2 separate regions of the Gossypium hirsutum genome follow, and region 1 is linked to region 2. Evidence: chromatin contacts called from public Hi-C data. All regions are on one chromosome and are shown on one strand. The core of a region is the stretch at or near the end of the contact, and the rest is flanking DNA. Distances in the headings are between cores, read along the strand shown. Region 1 has its middle 7.8 kb from the start of LOC121212413. Region 2 holds the start of LOC107893645 (protein ALWAYS EARLY 2).

Region 1 (4,344 bases), core at 1,581-4,080, 200 kb before region 2:
ATAACCTTCATAACCAACTTGTACAACACTGAACATAGGATAATGAGCCGAAACTGAGAGAAATTCTCTGGATTCTAGACTTTGGGAATTAACACAATAAGTGTGTTATTAAACTCTGGGTCGATGATACCTCTTCCAAAAACTTTCTTGACCCACACACAAATGGTATCTCCAATAATATCCCATTGGTTTTGAAAGAACGTAGCTTGAAACCCATTGCTACCTAGAGCTTTCAGGGGTGCCATATGAAAGAGAGCAGCCTTTATTTCTTCATTCGTAACATTCCTTCCGAGAAAGTCAACATCTTCATTGCTAAGGCTAGGATAAGCACTCAGAGGCATACTTCCTGACGAGCCTAGATTCTCCCTATAAAGATTCTAGAAAAACTTAACCTCTTCAGTTTTGAGAACCTCAGGATAAAAAACCCAATCCCCATCAGTGTTACGTAGAGCAGTGATTTTATTAAAATTTCTCCTCTGAATAGTACGCCTATGAAAATAACTCGGGTTGCGGTCTCCCAAATTCAGCCATTCACACCTTGATTTTTGTTTCCAAAGCATCTTCTCATGATGAAAAATATTTTCAAGCTTTTCACGAATTGAAATTTCCTGATGTATAAGATATTTAGACCTTGAAAGGTCCAACGCATGTTGAGTTCTAGAAAGCTTATGCATTAAATGTCTCTTTATTTGGTTGATATGTCCATAAACACATTTGTTCCAGCTTCTAAGTTTATCCATAAAAATAGCAATCGTACTAAACAAATCACCGTTGAAGCTCCAATTCTTCTTGACAAAGTCAGGAAAATTTTGATGGTGTAACCAACCAGCTAAAAAATGGAGGGACAATTAGGAGCAAGCTTTTCTTTATGGCAAAATTTAAAAAAGAGGGGACGATGATTAGACTTAATTCTGGGTAAATGGGACAACGAACAATTAGGAAATGAATCCATCTAAATGTCGTTACCCACAGCCCTGTTAAGTCTCTTAGAGAGATTACCACGATGCCATGTAAAAGGTGGTCCCTGAAAACCCAGATCATGCAAAAGGGCTTTATCTATAAAGTCACCAAAGAACTGACATCTGCGACCTTTGATATGACTTGAATGTCCTACCGATGGCTGAGGTCCTGTATTTGTTGTAGGTTCTCCACAGCTCGTGTGAGCAGCATCGTGTAGCTTACATTTCAACCCATAGCTCATGTGAGCAGGCTTATTTCACAGCTCGTGTGAGTATTGGTGTAAAGGAAAGGTTACAATTATATGGAAAGGCACACTATGTGTGAACATTCCCGAGTATCTGATGTAATTCTAGATGGTTCAACGGGTAAGAAAAGGAAATGAAATGGTAAGTATGCAAATGGAATGAATCATGATCTTATAATAACATTGAGGAGTTAAATGATGTGTTTATATATGGTAAACTACATATCTTATGGTTGATTTCATTTGTATCATGGACAAGTGTACTAACTTGTGAGTTTGATGATGTTGTATAGGCTTTTACTAAGCTTATGGCATTGGAAATGATTTATTCTTGATCTATGAATTGTATAAATGAAATGGTAAGTTATGTTTAAGTTTATACAAGCTTATTAAGCCCTCATTGCTTATGTAGTTACTTTCCTTTGTTTTATTTTTTATCATCAGAAGAGAGGATGGAATTGAAATCTCTAATTGCCATCCAAGAAACATCCCCAATTGGAATTGAGCGACTTAAATCATGCCACAAAACCTTCTTATTCATTTTATCAAGACTTCCATACACAAAAGCAACAAGGATCGACTTAGGAGTTAAAAAAGAACAGATATGAGCCAAAATGAATTGAGAATGGTTACCAACAACCTTTAAGTCAATCGAATTTTTCTATCCGATCCAAATACCTCTAGGAAATCCTACTGCTTCAACACGGCAAGACTTATCCCAACCCAACTTAGCAATGATTGTGTCAGCTTTATTCCCACTAATTTTTAAGTAAACTAAAAATATCAGGCTTATACTGATTATTATACTCACAAAAAGCTCGCAGAAACTTATTAGACGCACATCCCTATACATTCCAAGATAAAATAGACAAATTCATATTAATAAAATAAAAAATAAAAGGATAGAAAACTTATCTCATTGAGGAACGAAAGAAGAAATTTCCACATCCTCCCGAAGTTGCCTTTGCAGATCCTTGGCAGATTTTCCATTAAATTTCGAAGTAATAAGTTTTGTTGCTCTCTTCGTAGAATCAACAAATGGAACATGAATATTTTCAGAATTTTTAAAATGACTTCCTAATCCTTCTATGGTTTTATTGGGCTTCCAACCTCCTTTAGAACCAGACCCTTTGGAATTTTGACCCTTAGGAGCCTCTTTAGATAAATTAATTCCAACCGATTGACTACCCCCCGATTCTCTAGTCACATTCTCCAGCATACTTTTGTTATAAAACACGACTGCCGAATGATTTTGGCCTCTAAAACACCTTCCTTCACCTCCACATTAATAAAAGAGTTTTCTTCAAAAGCAAGATTAAAATGCACAACATGGTCCACTTGTTTATGAAGAGATAATTGAGGTTCCATTTGTATTTGACCTGTACCATCAACATTATGTGAATTTAAAATTGAAGGAAAAACCGCATTAGAAATACTTGAAATTAAAGGCCTATTATTTTCTTCAACATTTGGCAAAGAAATAAACGAGGTAATTGAGTCTTTCAAAGGTTCGCCTGCATGTGCTTCCAAATCCCGGACTTCCTACTGTGGCCCACCGTAATCTTTATTGGAGGCCTGTTTGCTGTTGAATAAAGGGGCCAAGTTATTATCAGCCGGATCCAATTGTTGACCTAGGCCCGTCTTAGGTTGAACCATGGACTGACCAACTTGAGGGCAAAAGATCATTAGCTCACGGGCCTGACCCTTAGTCAAATTCACCACTGACAGATTTCTTAGAACCATTACCCGGTTTCTTACTCGTTGCAGCCTTGATTTGAGAGCTAATTAAATGGGCTTTCCCTTTATTCTTCATAGCCACCTGTTCACTATTAATCACACCCGTTCTTGATGAAACCGCCTCTAAATAAGCTAAATCAGCTAGGAAAGGGAACTGCGATCCCTGAATTTTCTCTCATTTCAAATTATGTCCTTTTTTGTTTCCTTCCAGATTGTCGCGCTTAGACCTCCTCTCCACCAGCGTCCAAGATCCATACTCCTCTTCTCCGATCGTCGCAACAGTGGTAGGAACACGCCTCGATGACTCACCCTTCTCAATCTCCCCTGAGGTCCGTATGTCCGATGAATAGGTTTCTTTAGTGTAGCCGTAATAGCCACATTTAAAACATACCACGGGTAAGTTTTCATATTTAATCCTCTGTAGGTTGCCATTAATAAGAATTTTAGAGACCAACGGCTGCCCTAAATTGACAAAAAACTACCATACGAGCATACCGTCCCCTTGCTCTATTGTCTGTGTTCAAATCCAACTTAGTGACTTTGCCTATCATACCCTCAATCTCCATGAGAATCTATTTCTTATAAAAATGGCTGGGTAGACCGGGAAACCGAATCCATGTGAGAACCGAATTTGGATAGGGTAGTTTAGGGTTGAAGTCGATGGTCCAAGGTTGGACAGTAAGGTAGTGACCAAAAATAACCCATGGTCCCTGAGAAAGGATTTTGTCATAGTCTTCAGTATTCTGAAACTTTGCAAGAAAATAGCCATTTTCAATATCCATTAATTGAAAAGGCTTAGACGGTCTCCAAATCCCATATAACATATTTTGCAAGGTCGAGATTCGAATATTTCTTCCCAGCATCTTAAGTACCATCGAGGTTGACATTTCTTTTTCCAAGAGTTGATAAACTCTCTCCGAAAAACCAATGGAAGAAACCCCATCAACAAAAGATTTCTTGACATCCTGCTACGTAAAGGCGAAACTATCAGCAAAGTGCTGGCCATCCTTTTTATTATTCTGATCTAAAGATTCCTTTCCCACTAACGTATCCTTCTATTACAATGAAGGCTCTGGTATAGGATCCACAACCATCACATCATCAGAAGACACGTCTGAATTCTTGAAGCGAACCTTCTTACTGTTGGAGTCATCAGGAATAGAGGCATCATCTCCATTCCCGTTAGCAAAATCAACCGAAGAAGATGAGAGCAATTTTTTAGCGTTGGTGTAATTTAATACTTATATTTGACAATTTATATACAACTTAAACACTAACTAAGTGATAATTAAAAAATAAAATCAATCTTTATTTAAACCTTAATTAATGAAATAGACTCTTTTCCATCTCTTGCAAATAATAAATCATTAAATCTTTGTAAAAAAATCAATAAATATGCATGG
Region 2 (4,329 bases), core at 1,137-3,636:
GAAAGAAAAAACACAATAATGTAACAATATTTATAAACAAATATAGTCAAAATAAAGCAACTCTCAGGTTCCATCCAACAAATGAAGGCTGAAAATGCAACATCATTCAAAGCCCCTGAAGCACATGATTCCACATAACCTCTTGAAGACTTTAACAATGAAGACAAAATGCTTATCTGCATCAAATTATAAGAAGTGGTAGTTGAGAAGCCACATTAAAGTTCAAATGATGGCAAGTTAACTAAGACAGAAGTTCCCTTGTTTGTTTTTCCTTTTTAACCATTTAAAATAAGTTATCTATCCTAAATAGGGGTGAGCATTCCATCAAATCGAGTGAAAAAATTTTGAGTTGACAAGTCCTTTTTCATCTTCCTAACTCGATTTGAAATTTGCTTGAATCGAGTCGAGTAAAATGAAATTCGAGTCGAGTCGAATCGAATCGAGTCAAGTAAAATGAAATTCGAGTCGAGTCGAATCGAATCGAATCGAATGAAATTGGTTGAGTTAAATTAAAAAACTAAACATAAATATTGGAGCACATAAATTTGAACCCATATATATTTGAAAACTTTTTCAAAATAAAATAGTAATAAAAATAACTTAGCTAAACTTGCATTACTAATTAACATATTTAGCTCCCAAAATTATTATTTTAGAAAAAATTTTAAATTTTAACTTTCTTTATGTATCTTTTATATATTTTTTTAAAATTTTTATAATTTAAAAAAAAAAAGAATAAATTTTAGAATTTTTATAAATATTTTGAATTTTAAAATTATTTTAAATTATTTTGTAATTTTTGTTGAGAGTGACAATTTGCTCATTTTCAAAATTGACGGGAAATAAAGGGTAGTGACACCAATCTGTAACTCAAATTATTCGAGTTATTTGAACTGTAAAATTTAACTCAACTCGAACTCGAAACTCGAATAACTCGATTCGATTATCTCAAAATTCAAATTCTTTTTCGATTTTTTCGAACTGAATCAAGTCCTAATCTAAGCATTTCCTTGGGCATTTTAGAAACAAACATCATGAAACCCATAAGCATTCAAGGACAAGATTAAGCAATCAAAGATGAATTGGATAACTGATTAGAGTGCTTAAAGCTACATCGAGACCTAACCATACCCGATTCATAATGTAAAAGGCCTCCACCATTTCAGTGGATCTGTTACGTACAGCAGCAGCCACCTAAACATAAGCAACCACAAATTTAAAATGAAAAAGGAAGTGTTAATTATGCTTATAGAATACCTAGATGGAGCATCATCACAATATAAAATTACAGTGAAACCATTAAACTTTTTTATTATAGTTCTCGAAGTAAATACTGTGGCAGGTAGCTAATATACCTTCTTCCAATCTTTCCCATACTCCCGATAAGCTTTATAAAACCGCTCGATCTCTGCCTTGCTCCATGGAGATCCTAACTTGTCAAATAGTTTCTTCTATAGCATAGAATACAACAGTCCATGCATCAAAACGACTCACAATTAGCATATGATGATGCCACGTAAAACAGAGTATCCATCAAACAGCCAAAGGCAAGAAAATTTGATCTTCAAATCAAATAATCAATTAAAAATGACAAAACACCTACCTTTGGGTTACTTTTTCTTGAATTTCCTGCGTCTTTATCAGGAGATACTTCACATTTACTCGAATATTGTTTGTTCACAGTTTTATATTTTCTTGTTGGGGCCATCAATGACTTCCTTTATCTGAAGCATTCCATCATAAAACATGAACTTGAAAAAGAAAAGGGGAAATTTGAAAAAGATAGTGCAGATGTAAAATCGATGTTAACAATGAACTTTAAAAAAATAATAAGTTGTAATTTTTTTTAGAACCAGCAAAAAGAAACACCACAAAATCTCAAAATCACAATCAAAATTTCATTCACAATTGAAACACCTAAAATTTTACGTATTGAAAATAAAAAAAGATTGCAAAACAATGCTGCTCTAAAACCACTAGAACGGCAAAGCCAATTTGGCTTAATCCATAAAGTCACCTTGAAAACCGCTTCAAACCCACTGAAGAAAACCGAAAACACTTTTAAAAGAAACGAAAATTCAAAATTTTAACCGAAAGCTCCTTTAAAAATTGCAAAAATGAATTTAAAAAACCACAGTGATGGTTCAAAATCTCAACTTTTAAACCCTAATTCACAGATCGGAGACAATTCCACTTACCAATTGCCGGCCTTTTCCCAGCTGAACCAACACATTTAACAAAAAAAAAAGAATTAGAGAAAGAAAGATTTTTCAGAGAAATTTAAAAAAGAAATAAAAAGAAAAAACAGAATTTTGAGAAAGAACAACTTTTGAGAGAGCGAAAAGTGGCGTTGCCGCGAAACTTGAATATAAAGGTGGTTTGGCCAATGATATTATTTTGTTTTTTATTTATTTATTTTTAATTTTTCTTGGCTTTACTCTGTTTCAGTCTATGGGATTATGAATAAGTTGTCATTACCGTACACGTGGCAATTTGAAGTATTGGTAATGAAGCTGAGGTCCGATTTGATGGCATAGGTTTGGGTTCTATGTAGATGATAATAGCGGATTAAATTTGAAACTTTTCTAGACTAATTTTCAAACCAGTCCCTACTTTTATGGGTAAATCTTTTTAGCAGCCGCTAAGATTTTAACAATTAAATTCATCGGTCTCATGGGAAAATTAAACTCCTAGGTTATTGGGAAAATAGTAATGGAATTGGAGAAAATATTTAAATATTATATCATGACAGCATCCTAATATCATATTATTAAAATATACACCAGTTTATTAAAATTATCAATAACCCACTATAAAAGATATATCCACAACCACAACTACTGAGAGAGCTTAATTGGCAATTGAAATGGGTTGATTTTAAGACACAGAGGGATATTTTGAGTATAATGTTATATTAATATATAAAAATGAGAACAGATCCACTTAAAATTTATTAATTTTGCATAATTTTTTGACCACGCTGAGATTAAAATACAAATTTTTCCTCTTTCCTAATCTGTATGCACAATAAAACGCTAAACGTTTCCCTTTTTTTTTTCATGTTAAAATTCCCTTTTATTGGAGGTAATAAAAGCATTGATTGTGACAATTTGATTCACATATGTTTTATTTTAATAACACAAATAGACACAACTATGCACTGCATGCAAGCCAGGGGTGAAAAAGTAGTGTTATCACTCATAAGTCAAGCAACCAAATCTATTGGAATTGCAGACTTGTGTTTCATTTTATATAGCTATGGTGGTGGTATCGGGAAAATGTTTAAAGCTTACAAAGATCCTTAATTTTTTGCATGTTTCTCTTCCGTAGAAAAAATTTAGATCTTACTAGTTTCAACACAACTGAAAAAAGAAGTTCACATAGCCACATTGGAGAACATTTTCATCACCCTTTCTTGTTGGCTTTAACAGTAAGAGTGTGAAGGGCGACCCCAAAAAGCAGGTTTTTATCAAATATTGTTTCGGATTTCCAGTGCACTCGCTCAATAATACCTAAAAGTAGAGGGGATATTAATTCTCTTGCTCCATGAAAATTACTAGTTGTTTTACATTCCTGAACTATTGTCTTGCCTCTTGTATATTCTTAAGCCACTGTTCCACTCTCCTTTCATGGCACACTAATATGTAATAACACTAGAAAGAAAAAGAAGCCAAATATAAAAATTTTGTGTATTTGTTCATATTATTTTTATGTATTGAAATAAATTTATACGTAAATATTTTATATATATATATAACAGGCTTTTATATTCATATTCTACAATCACGATTTGTTTGTTTTAACCATAGTTTAATGTATTTAATTATTTTCTCATATTATATTGTCCATATTTTGTCTAATTAATTTGGTATAAAGATTCAACTTTAACATTAACTTCATTTCCTTATAAATTCAATCATTAAAGTTATCTATAATTAATATCAATATTATATTTAAAATTTTAATATAACTTTTTTTTCTAAATTACGAGGGTTATATTCTAGTTCTATTAAAAAAACTTCAATAATGATTATTGAGTTCAAATAAAATAGCAAAAAATTTGTGACATTAAAAGATGATATCAAATTTCTCACACTTATATTTTGCATAATTGGTTAATATCATATCATATTTTTCTTTATTTGTGTATCTAGTTTCTAGTATAAATAGACTATATAACTTAATGTAAATCAAGAGGCAATATTATTTCTTTGAAATTCATTTATCATTCTTTTTCTTAAGTTTGTAGCATGGTATCAAGAGCTTAGTTTCCCCTTTTATTTATTTATTTTTCTTTTCTTCTCCAAGTCATTTACTTTTTATCTTTTG

The links. Hi-C and Micro-C count contacts between places; a contact is called where the count stands out from the background.
Region 1: a contact with region 2 is called in a Hi-C map of leaf, with 4 times the contacts expected there. The contact joins the enhancer-like site here to the promoter of LOC107893645 in region 2. A contact is called at or near these places in 16 of 34 Hi-C or Micro-C datasets (anther, callus, fibers and 4 more).

The regions. Positions count from the first base shown.
Region 1 is chrA13:76,389,822-76,394,165 of Gossypium_hirsutum_v2.1, reverse strand. No RefSeq gene overlaps it. Among protein-coding and RNA genes, the nearest start is that of LOC121212413, 7.8 kb to the left of the region's middle. Within about 2 kb of position 2,830, at least 8 of the 9 cell types and tissues checked have an H3K27ac peak or open chromatin away from gene starts, as enhancers often do. A contact at or near this core is called in fibers, hypocotyl and leaf, where this site is marked.
Region 2 is chrA13:76,187,769-76,192,097 of Gossypium_hirsutum_v2.1, reverse strand. LOC107893645 (protein ALWAYS EARLY 2) reads right to left here and starts at 2,386. Exons shown (of 20, transcript XM_016818687.2): 1 at 2,199-2,386; 2 at 1,604-1,724; 3 at 1,356-1,451; 4 at 1,132-1,194. The coding sequence starts at 1,708.